2 separate regions of the Zea mays genome follow, and region 1 is linked to region 2. Evidence: chromatin contacts called from public Hi-C data. All regions are on one chromosome and are shown on one strand. Each heading gives the region's core, a stretch centred on a gene start, on an enhancer-like site or on the middle of the called end of the contact. The rest is flanking DNA. Distances are from core to core; before and after follow the strand shown.

The links. Hi-C and Micro-C count contacts between places; a contact is called where the count stands out from the background.
Region 1: a Hi-C map of ear shows a contact between it and region 2, with 1.9 times the contacts expected there. The contact joins the enhancer-like site here to the promoter of LOC100277020 in region 2.

Annotation. Positions count from the first base shown.
Region 1 is chr3:172,063,870-172,069,235 of Zm-B73-REFERENCE-NAM-5.0, forward strand. LOC100383357 reads left to right here. Exons shown (of 15, transcript NM_001176013.1): 8 at 1-158; 9 at 237-381; 10 at 876-1,012; 11 at 1,142-2,268; 12 at 2,444-2,477; 13 at 2,731-2,845; 14 at 2,935-3,064; 15 at 3,155-3,671. The coding sequence ends at 3,253. Among protein-coding and RNA genes, the nearest start is that of LOC100383357, 8.3 kb to the left of the region's middle. Within about 2 kb of position 3,887, at least 14 of the 20 cell types and tissues checked have an H3K27ac peak or open chromatin away from gene starts, as enhancers often do. A contact at or near this core is called in ear, where this site is marked.
Region 2 is chr3:171,738,450-171,743,889 of Zm-B73-REFERENCE-NAM-5.0, forward strand. It overlaps LOC100277020, which reads right to left and starts at 1,619. Exons shown (of 2, transcript NM_001150693.1): 1 at 1,167-1,619. The coding sequence starts at 1,575.

The DNA.
Region 1 (5,366 bases), core at 2,637-5,136, 330 kb after region 2:
TAACATAATAGGCAGCCTTGCTAGCAGAAAAAGACATCTGGAAGATAGCTTACCAGCTTTAGAGAGTGAGACCACTGAAAGGTTGTCTAGCCGACCACATGGTATACGAACCAACGATTTTGTTCCCCATGATGATGATATACTGGCATCTATTTTAGGTATGTATGACATACAATGCATTTCTGTCGCCTGGATTTATTGTGTTTACCTAATCACTTGACTTGACCTTGCATTAGTCGGTAGAAGGACCCCTGGATTCACACTTGATTCAACACCACTACCACCGAGGGAATCGTCTCTGAAACGCCGGAGGTTGGGCTCGAAGATGGGCACACTCAAGAGGAAAGTGCAAATAGACGATGCCATGGTCCTGCATGCTGAGTACGTATTTGCTTTATAACTGTCAAATGATCTTTTTATTATGAACAAGCAACTGCTTGTTTTTCTGAACTTATTCTTTGCGGAATTCTTACTGCCTTTTTTAATCTTGGTTGGATATGAAATCCCTATCTTCATAGTCCCTTTACTTGGTTCTTCTCATGTGGTTGTAATGCCAACCTGAACCAGGTCCTTATGCAGAGATGTTGTGATGTCTCTAGTGCTCGTTAAGGTTTTGACATAATTCCATGTTTATTCTGTATGTTTTTTGTGCCACCACAACAATCTTGTTTGCAGAAGCTGTCTTGCTCATGCTAGGGAGAGTATGTTGCAGCTTTGCTTGAAACTTTTATCTGGGATATTTCCTGGTCTGACATTTCACTGTTTGGATTCATTTTGTGTGTGTGCCTGCTGAATGAGTCTCTGCACACAATTAATTAATGCTTTCCAAAACAAGTTTTGTATGACACTTGGTGACCATCTCTTTCCTTCTCCAGTACTATACGGCAACAGTTGATCAACACTGAGGATATACGGCGCATTCGTAAAAAAGCTCCATGCACTCGTTCCGAAATATGGATGATTGAGAAAGGTTCACTGGAAGATGATATATTCCACGAGCCCATCTTTTCCTGTAAGTTTTTTGTGATGTCTTTGTTTTTCTGTTTACTTTTTCTGTACACCATGACATATGGTAAGTTAGAAAAAATGGAAGTCGTAAGCAGCTTGAGAGATGATTGGTTGATTTTTATCTCTCTACTAGGCCTATCTGAGGAGCTAAACAAATTACACAATCGGACATATGAGGCTATTGTACATCCTGCTGTACAGAACATGGAACTGCAAGGTCAATTAGACATGCCTGAAGCAATTACAGAAGATAGCAATATTGCTGGGTTTGGTGCTGCTACTATTGATGGCCCACTTCACATACCAGATGGGATTCAATCAGATGCCATGCTGCCACGTGCCAATGATGCATATGGCGCTACAGCTGCTTTTAGTTTGCAAGTTCCTCCTAACAACCAGGTTAACGGTGCATCTAATGATTTTGTTATTGGCACTCTGTTTCAAGGGGTGACTGGACCTTTTATTGGTAATGAGAAAGAAGTGGCACTTGCTGACAGAGAGCGTGCTCAAGTAAATACACTGTATAGTGACCATTTTCAAGATGTCCCATCTGATTTGCATAGTACTGATGCAAACATTTCTAGTCAAGATGTGACTCTAGATAACTCTGGCCAAGCTTGCGCTCACGCAACGGACGGCATGACAAGGGAGCTTACTCATTTTGTTCATAGTAATGCTAATATTTTCGAGAGTAATGAGGTCCCTGCTTCTGAGATTACTGGGGTGGAATATAATCAAGGTGCCTCTGGTTTCCCTCAATCAACGGAGGATGAAAATGCGGTGGGGTATAATCAAGATGTCTCTGGTTTTCCTCGACCAACGGAGGATGAAAATGCGGTAGATTATAATCAAGATGCCTCTGGTTTTTCTCGACCAACAGAAGATGTTCAAGATGCCTCTGGTTTTCCTCGACCAACGGAGGATGAAAATATGGTAGATTATAATCAAGATGCCTCTGGTTTTCCTCGACCAACAGAAGATGTAAATGCGGTGGGATATAATCAAGATGCCTCTGGTTTTGCTCGACCAACGGAAGATGTAAATGCGGTGGGATGTAATCAAGATGCCTCTGGTTTTCCTCGATCAATGAAGGATGAAAATGCGGTGGAATATAATCAAGATGGCTCTGGTTTTCCTCGACCAGCTGAAAATGAAAATGATGTGTCTGCTATGGGAGATAATTCTGGCTTCCATGAAAACAACATGGGTTCTCTTACGGATCTGGATATGGTGAATGACTATGAACTGAAGGAAAGCAATGTGAGTCCATTTACGCATATTCAAAAATTGCAAACGCTCTAAGAATCTTTTAATTGCTTGCTGCAGTATGCTTTTCCTGGACTTCTCGTTCCAATACTCGCTGTAGAATTAGTCGCGCTGTTTTGTTCACTTACATCAAGGCCATATAATAATCAGTGTCCTGTTTGGTTTACAGGATTTTGGGAGTGCAATTAATGGTGTTGATACAGGTAGCTCCTCCATTCTGACGTGCTCTAATGTGTATGCCTTGCATGTACGGATAGTAGGAGATTCCAAGTGCCCCTAGGACCTTTCTTTCCACTTATACACAATCAATCCTGCGGACAGTAATTACATCCTGGGTTTATTAGAATACATCAATATTTCCCCAACCAGCACGCGCACTAGACTTTGTTGGTCCTGTGCTGTGAGCTACAGCCCTAGTACAAGCCTTCGTCACTGTCTGACCTTGTGTTGTTCCAGATTTTCTGAACTACGACGATGATGACGGCGGGGACTTCGACGACGCCAACGACGATGAGCCAAATCCCAACGAGTTTCAGTCTCTCGACAACAGTGGTTGGTCTTCTCGCACCAGGTACAGTGCCAAAGCGACATTTCATTTGGAGCTCAGAATGCTCAGGGCCTTGCTCAGCGCTTTGACGGTCTCTCCGCACGACTGTTCAGGGGCGTTGCAAGATACCTCAAGGCTTTATTCGACGACGAGTCTGGTCTGGAGAGGAAGAGCGTTGCTATCGACCATCTGGTGCGCGGGAAGACGCGGAAGGAAGCGTCGAGAATGTTCTTCGAGACCTTGGTACGCCAGTTTACTCCCCCCAGTTTCGCGGTTCGGTGCGGAGCCTCCCCCTCCTCGTGAGCACTAATCCGCTCTCTGTTCCATCCACAGGTGCTGACGACGAAGGACTACATCAGCGTGGACCAACCGAACCCCTTCGACTTGGTGAGAATAAAGCCAGGCTCAAAGCTGCTGATGTCGGAATTCTAGACCGTCCAAGCCAGCTTTTACCCCTGGCGCCATACATACGTGTTACCAATTGTATCCATCACACCGACCTACCGCACCCCCTCCTTTACCCCCTCCAAATCCATTTTTGTTTGTTTGTTTGTTTGTTTGTTGTTGTTGTTGTTAAGTTATCCTCCTCTGTGTAGCATCTCCCGCGCGCTAGGGCTCGAGTAGGATGGCTGCTATGTTGTACCGTCGGCTGTATATATGATTTAGTGACACATGTGAAGCCTGCCATGTAATCTGATAGCGCTGGCTCCCTCCCTCCCTCCCCTCCGATCCACTAAAGCTATTGTATAATTTGTATTTGCTTGGCTAAAGCCCGTAGGAATTTGCGTATTGGTAACAAGACGATATGATGGTGTACCTGTTGATTATGTCAGGATCTATTGACAGCTTTAACTCAGCTATTATTGGACTGACCTTTCTTGTGAACCATTTCTCCATGCTGGATCTGGGTTAGTCAGTCGGACTGGGAAAAGCATGCTGCGGTGCTCATCTGATGAGGAGGACAGGAACAAGCTGCCGTCATCGACAGCGTTCCTGTGTCGCATCGCACGGTCGTCGTATGTCACCCCCCAAGAACAAACAGCTCGGGCGGTGGCAGGGTTGCCCGTGCGGCTGTTCCTGCCACTCCTGGATCTGACGAACGACTGTGCCTCGTATGCAGGCAGGAGAACGATGCTACTGGATCTGACGGTGGTTTTCGCTGTATCCGTAATGCCAGGTTCTTCTGCCCGTCAGTTACAGGTAGTCACAGTACACATGCTTCGTGTGCAACAGTCACTTGACTCCTGATCTCTGAACGTGCGTAAGCATAAGCAACCGATCGCGTCCTGCAGGAAGACGACAGGATGTCGTCGCGTCTTTGTAATCGCAACGAATCTCGACGGCCCCACCGATCTTTTTTAAAAAAATTAATCTCTTGTTATTCGCGCAAGAATGCACTTGAAGGACGTACTACGTGGCTGCAGAAAAGCCGAGGGCTGGCGCATAATAATATGCCCACATGCCATGTGGGTAGCTGCTGCTACTAGTCGTCTCGTCTCTTAGTACTACTGCCACAGTACTTGGGCATCCAGTTCTCCAATCACACGGTGCGGTGCGTCGCGTGGTCATGGCTTCTCAGGATGATTAGAAAGCAGTAAGCCCAATCGCCGGAGCGGGTCGATCAGTCGATGGCAAAGAAACGCAACGGTATCGAATATTCATACGAGAGATGCAGTTGGACTGTCACTGAATGAAAAAAAAAAGACACAGCCACACGCACTAGGCTGTAGGCTCTGGCTCAGACAACTGTAAATCTCGCTCGCCCTGGTAGTCTACCCCTTGCACAGTTCACGATCTGTTAATGGAAAATATACTGTGTAGGAAACCCCTTACAGTGATTTACATCAAAAAAGAAGAAGAAAAAGAAAGTAAGTCGATGGCACATAAAGGGTGAGTCGTCGTGAGTGGGTCAATGAAGGTGAGGGCCGGGCACCAGCTCCGAAGCAGCCAACGCAAAGCTTAAGGACTTGTTCGAGTCGGATTACACCCAGAATCGTTCCAGCTAATCAAAGTTTATATAAATTAGAGAACTAAACCGGTTAGGAATCGTTCCGATCCACCAATCCGGCACAAACGAACAAGGCCTAAACTAGCTAGGCGAAGCGAAACTAGCCTGTCTGGTGGCGGTGACCACTCTGACGGTCCACGCAACGCACGGAATGTAGCCGAAACCAAAAGTGCCTCTGCCGCTTTGCGAACGCTGGCAAATCGCTAGGCATCATGAAAAAAGAAAAAAAAAGCGAGCTGATCTATCCATCCATGGTCGCGCGCGCGCGCCATCGCAACATTCCCAGTCCCCCCCAGCGCGATTCCAAGCTGACATGCTGCCATTTGCCCTTTCTGCCATGCTGCTCGTCGCTCCGTCGTGGGTGCTGCGGATGCCCTGAAAAGTGAAAACGACTCAGAAACAGCAGTTAGGCAGTGCACGCTGATGTAGTCGGGGAAACTGCGGGCTGGAGGAGAGAGAGGAGGAGCTGGAGGAGATGGCCTGGTGGGTGTCGGTTCGGCCGTCGACGTCACGGGGCACGGCCATCCACTACGGCGA
Region 2 (5,440 bases), core at 369-2,868:
TTCTTCAAATTTACGCCCCATTTTGAGAAAACGTGTGGTGGAAAGGAGATGAGCATAATTCAGTGGAGCCTAGTCTTGCTTTGCTTTGTCGTGAAGATTGCCTTGGAGAAGACTGTAAGCACTCACTGAGAAAAGTGACATCACTGAGAAATGCATGCTATGTCTGGTCGCTTCTATACGGGGACATAACCAATAATGCGAGTATCACCTTTGTTCCTCCACTGTGAATCAAAATGATGAAAGTTCTCTTTGTTTTCGTTTGCTATCGAATTCAGAATTTCAGATAGCACCAAAACCATAGAATTGACAATACCCCAAAAGGTAGGTAGAATCCTGCAGTGTCTATCATCGATGTCCTTCTATGAAATAGAGTAGCAGAAGAAATTTTTATTCTCTATGTCAAACCTCCTATAAAGTACTCCTAAAACTTAAAAGGCAGCAAAGCCCATCAAAAACAAAAGGAATGAATCAGTATGGATTAGTATAAGACGGATTTGATGTCTGAACTTGACAGACCGAGCCCTTATGACTGACTAACGAGTTTTTGACTTCGTGTTTCTAAGAGAGACAGTAATGTAAACATCTTGAATTCTTTCATAACTAAATTTTGTCACAAAGTTTTCTTAATAAAAAAGATCGCACTGAAAATTATTAGTCAACAGGCACTCATCAACTTACTCAAAACGAGAAAAAAATGATGCACTAATGAATCGAGCAAATTGTTATACTAGCAGCTCAAAGAGCACCTACTTCATCAGTTATCCAACCATACACCAGTTCAGCAATCTAACAGGAAAAACATGATAGATCTTCGCTATTTAAAAAAAAAGATACGCGACTGCTCTTCATGACCTTCAGTTTTTTTCTGATGGACTCAACCCGTTCCTCCACCATCAGCAGAGATGCATAACATTTGAAACAAGTTACTCAGAAATAAAACATGCTTTGATTTATTGGTGCAGTGTATTTACACGCATATGAAGTATACATTGTCAGAAACTTCTCAATTTGGCACCAAAAGTTTGTGACTCCCCCAAAACAGAAAACCACCAGGCCTTCAACGTTAAAGCTATTATTTCACATCATCCCAATGACCCAATTCCCAAGTGAATGAAAAAAGAAATGTTACCAATTTCGAAAACTGAGAAGGGAAAAGTGATTTTTACCCGGGCCAGAGATCCTCCAATTGGGGAGCGGCGGCGACGCAGGCTCCAACTCCTCATCCTGCCCCGGCGCCTTCTGCTCGTCGAGGAACCTCCGGGTCATGGAGTAGCAGAGTTCGAGCGCGGGCAGCGTCCCGCAGAGCTCGGGTATCTCGCTGTACGCGAATCCGAAGCCGAGGTCGAGGCAGCCCTTGAGCTCCTCCAGGTCGTCCTCCGTGAGGCTCTTCGTCCTGGCCACCCCGCCGTCGCTGCCGCTGGCAGAGGACGCCTCCACCATCACGAAGCTGCTGCTCCGCCGTGGCTGCCGCATCAACCTACTTTTGCTGGCGGCAGGGTCGGCGGTGGAGATCGGCAGCTGCGGCTGCGGGGAGAAGTAGGAGGCGGCGGTTGAGGTGGAGGAGACGGCCGCCATTTCTCAGGTACTCAGGTTCGAGTTGGGCGTCTACCCTATTATATAACCGAAGCGAGTGCGTCTTGGCTTAAAATGGTTTTTGGGTAGGATCAGCGAGTGCGTCTTGGCTTAAAATGGTTTTTGGGTAGGATCTTTTAGAGTGTTTTATAATTTAGGAATAAAAACGGTCGGAAACAGTATTTATTTGGTAATTAAATTTTTTATTGTAAATAAATAGGATATAGAATATACAATATAAATTTGTATTCTTGTTTTTAATATTCAGCTTGTTAAGATTCATAAAAGGTAAACCTCAAATTCATACTATGTTTTTTCAAATAATATATATAAACTTTGATATGGATTCGGAAACAAATTCGATAATTTTTTCAACTTTTGTGTTGTAAGGAGCAAATAATACATAAAACAACTTATATAATATTTTATTCATATTTATACTAATGTGCTTGATAACATAAAAAAAGATCAACGTCAAATTTAATACATATCTATTTTAAAATATTAAATTTGTTCTAACAGTTCGGATTACCACTTTCATTCTACTTTTATTAGGCAATTTGAATTTAGGTGTTCTTGCGCTAGAATTTTAGGAGATATAAGTATTAAGGCACTGGTCCACATATCTAAAATTAACACTTAGAGCCTATTTGGTCCAATAGTGATAAAGTTTAACAACAAAATTTAGCGTTTAGCCTATTTGTTCCAATAGCTTGATAAGGTGTTAAATTTTAGCACTTGGGCTTTACTAGAGCACGCCATCGATTGTAGGGGAGAGAGGGATATTCAATGCAAAATATGGTGGGGACCACTTTTAGCATAGTTAGTATTTTTTGGAACTAAAGTGTTAATGGGTGCTAAACTTTAACACATCATTTTTAGGCCCGTTTCAATTTTACGGGATAAATTTTAGCTTCCTGCTAAGTTTTAGTCATATGAATTGAAGTGTTAAAGTTTAGCTCCTTGGGATGTTTGGACTACTCTAATAAAGCTTAGCATATTTGTCGGGGACCATAATTAGGGGTACCCTCAAGGCGCCTAATTCTCAGCTGGTAACCCCATCAGCATAAAGCTGCAGAGGCCTGATGGGTACGATTAAGTCAGGGATCAGTCCATACGAGTGACTCGATCACGCTTCACCCGAGCCTAGCCTCGGCCTCGGGCAGCCGACCTCGAGGGACTTCCGTCTCGCCCGAGGCCCCCCTTTTAACGGCGGACACATCTCCGGCTCGCCCGAGGCCTTGGCTTCGCTAAGAAGCAACCCTGACTAAATCGTCGCACCGACCGACCGAGTTGCAGGGGCATTTAACGCGAAGGTGGCCTGACACCTCTATCCTGACGCATGCCCCCCGGCAGAGCCGAAGTGACCGCCGTCACTCCGCTGCTCCACTGATCGGTCTGACAGAAGGACAGCGCCGCCTGCGCCACTCCGACTGCGGTGCCACTCGACAGAGTGAGTCTGACAGGCAGTCAGGCCTCGCCAGGGGCGCCATAGGGAACTTCGCTCCGCCCGACCCCAGGGCTCGGACTCGGGCTAAGACCCGGAAGACGGCGAACTCCGCTCCGCCCGACCCCAGGGCTCGGACTCGGGCTAAGACCCGGAAGACGGCGAACTCCGCTCCGCCCGACCCCAGGGCTCGGACTCGGGCTCGGCCCCGGAAGACGACGAACTCCGCCTCGCCCGACCCCAGGGCTCGGACTCCGCCCTGGCCTCTGCCGAACGACTTCCGCCTCGCCCGACCCAGGGGCTCGGACTCGGCCTCGGCAACGGAAGACAGATACGACCCCAGCTTCGGAGGAGCCCCCACGTCGCCCGGCCTCGGGCGCGGGCCCGCCACGTCAACAGGGAGCGCCATCACCACTCCACCCCGAACCGACTCGGGCCGCAGAGAACAAGACCGGTGTCCCATCTGACCAGCTCCGCCAGATAGGCAATAATGGCGCCTCCCAATCTCCATGACGGCGGCGGCTCTCAGCTCTCTTACGGAAGCAGGTGGACGTCAGCAAGGACTCGACCGCTCCGACAGCTGTCCTTCCGCCAAGCTCCGTTGCTCCTCCGACAGCCACGACATCACGCCAGCAGGGTGCCAAGATCTCTCCGGCTGCCACATTGGCATGTACTTAGGGCGCTAGCTCTCCCTCCGCTAGACACGTAGCACTCTGCTACACCCCTCATTGTACACCTGGACCCTCTCCTTACGACTATAAAAGGAAGGACCAGGGCCTTCTTAGAGAAGGTTGGCCGCGCGGGACCGAGGACGGGACAGGCGCTCTCTTGGAGCCGCTCGCTTCCCTCACCCGCGTGGACGCTTGTAACCCCCCTACTTCAAGCGCACCCGACCTGGGCGCGGGACGAACACGAAGGCCGCGGGACTTCCACCTCTCTCACGCCCGTCTCCGGCCACCTCGCCTCTCCCCCCTTCGCGCTCGCCCACGCGCTCGACCCATCTGGGCTGGGGCCCGCAGCACACTCACTCGTCGGCTTAGGGACCCCCCGGTCTCGAAACGCCGACAGTTGGCGCGCCAGGTAGGGGCCTGCTGCGTGCTGACGAACAGCTTCCCGTCAAGCTCCAGATGGGCAGTCTCCAGCAACCTCTCCGGCCCGGGACGGTGCTCCGTTTCGGGAATCTTGAGTTCATGTCCTTCGACGGCAGCTACGACATGATACTCCTTCCACCGCCGTGCGACAACGACAATGGCGGCCGACAACCCGCCCGCCGGCGGCGGAATCGACGACATCTTCCCCGCGTGGTGGAAGAACAACATTCGAGCTCGCTCCGTCCTCTCCCCCGCCAATGGAGGAGGAGGCGGGGCAACCAAGGCCAAGCGGGAGGCCGCGCTTCGTCGGTCGTCGAGCGAATCGACGCCCCCGACGCCCCGACGGAAGGCACGCCGGGCGTCGACCTCGCGTTCGAGACGAAGGCAAGCGCCGTCCCCCCGCGACACGCTGATCCCGAGCAAGAAGACGACGCCAGCGCGCTCGCGGAGAGCTTGCAGGACGTCGCCCTTGTACCTGAGATGACGGCGCAACCAGTCACCGATGTGACTACGTCGCTCCGCGTCGACCAAAAGGTACTGACTAATCCCCATCTTACGTCATTTCGACTCGGCCTCAACCCGCCTAGCAACCTTGCTTTGGCGGGCGCTCTCATTGAGGTGAGTGCAACCCCACTGGGGTTTCGTATGCGGTCGCCTTGGGACCGGTTGACGGACGTCTCAACCTACGGGCCCTCTGGGTCCGAGGAAGATGACGATCCCAGCATCTGTTGGGATTTCTCTGGACTTGGCAACCCCAGTGCCATGCGGGACTTCATGACCGCATGTAACTACTGCCTCTCCGACTGTTCCGACGGAAGCCACAGCCTTGACAACGAGGGCTGCGGCCCAAGCCGCGAATGTTTCCACATCGAGCTAGGGGATCCCTCCGAAGGCAACCATCTCGGCATGCCAGAGGACGGTGATCTTCCTAGGCCGGCGCCTCGCGCCGACATCCCGCGGGAGCTAGCTGTGGTCCCCGTTCCGGCGGGGGGTTACGACCCACAACTCGAGCAAGTCCGCGGGGCGCAGGCCAGGCTCGACGAGGGAACAGGAGCGCTTGAGCCGTTCCGTCAGGACGTCGGACGGGTATGGGCGAGCCAACCCCCGGCCGGAGAAATACGTCACCTGTCCCAAGGTCTCCAGCACCTCGTCGCCAACGATGTCAGGGTCAGGCCGCCACCCGCATCCAGCGGGGTCGGTCAGAACCTGGCAGCCGCAGCGATGCTCCTCCGCGCGATGCCGGAGCCATCAACTACCGAGGGTCGGCGAATCCAAGGAGAGCTCAAGAATCTCCTGGAAGGCGCTGCGGCCCGACGGGCCGAGAGCACTG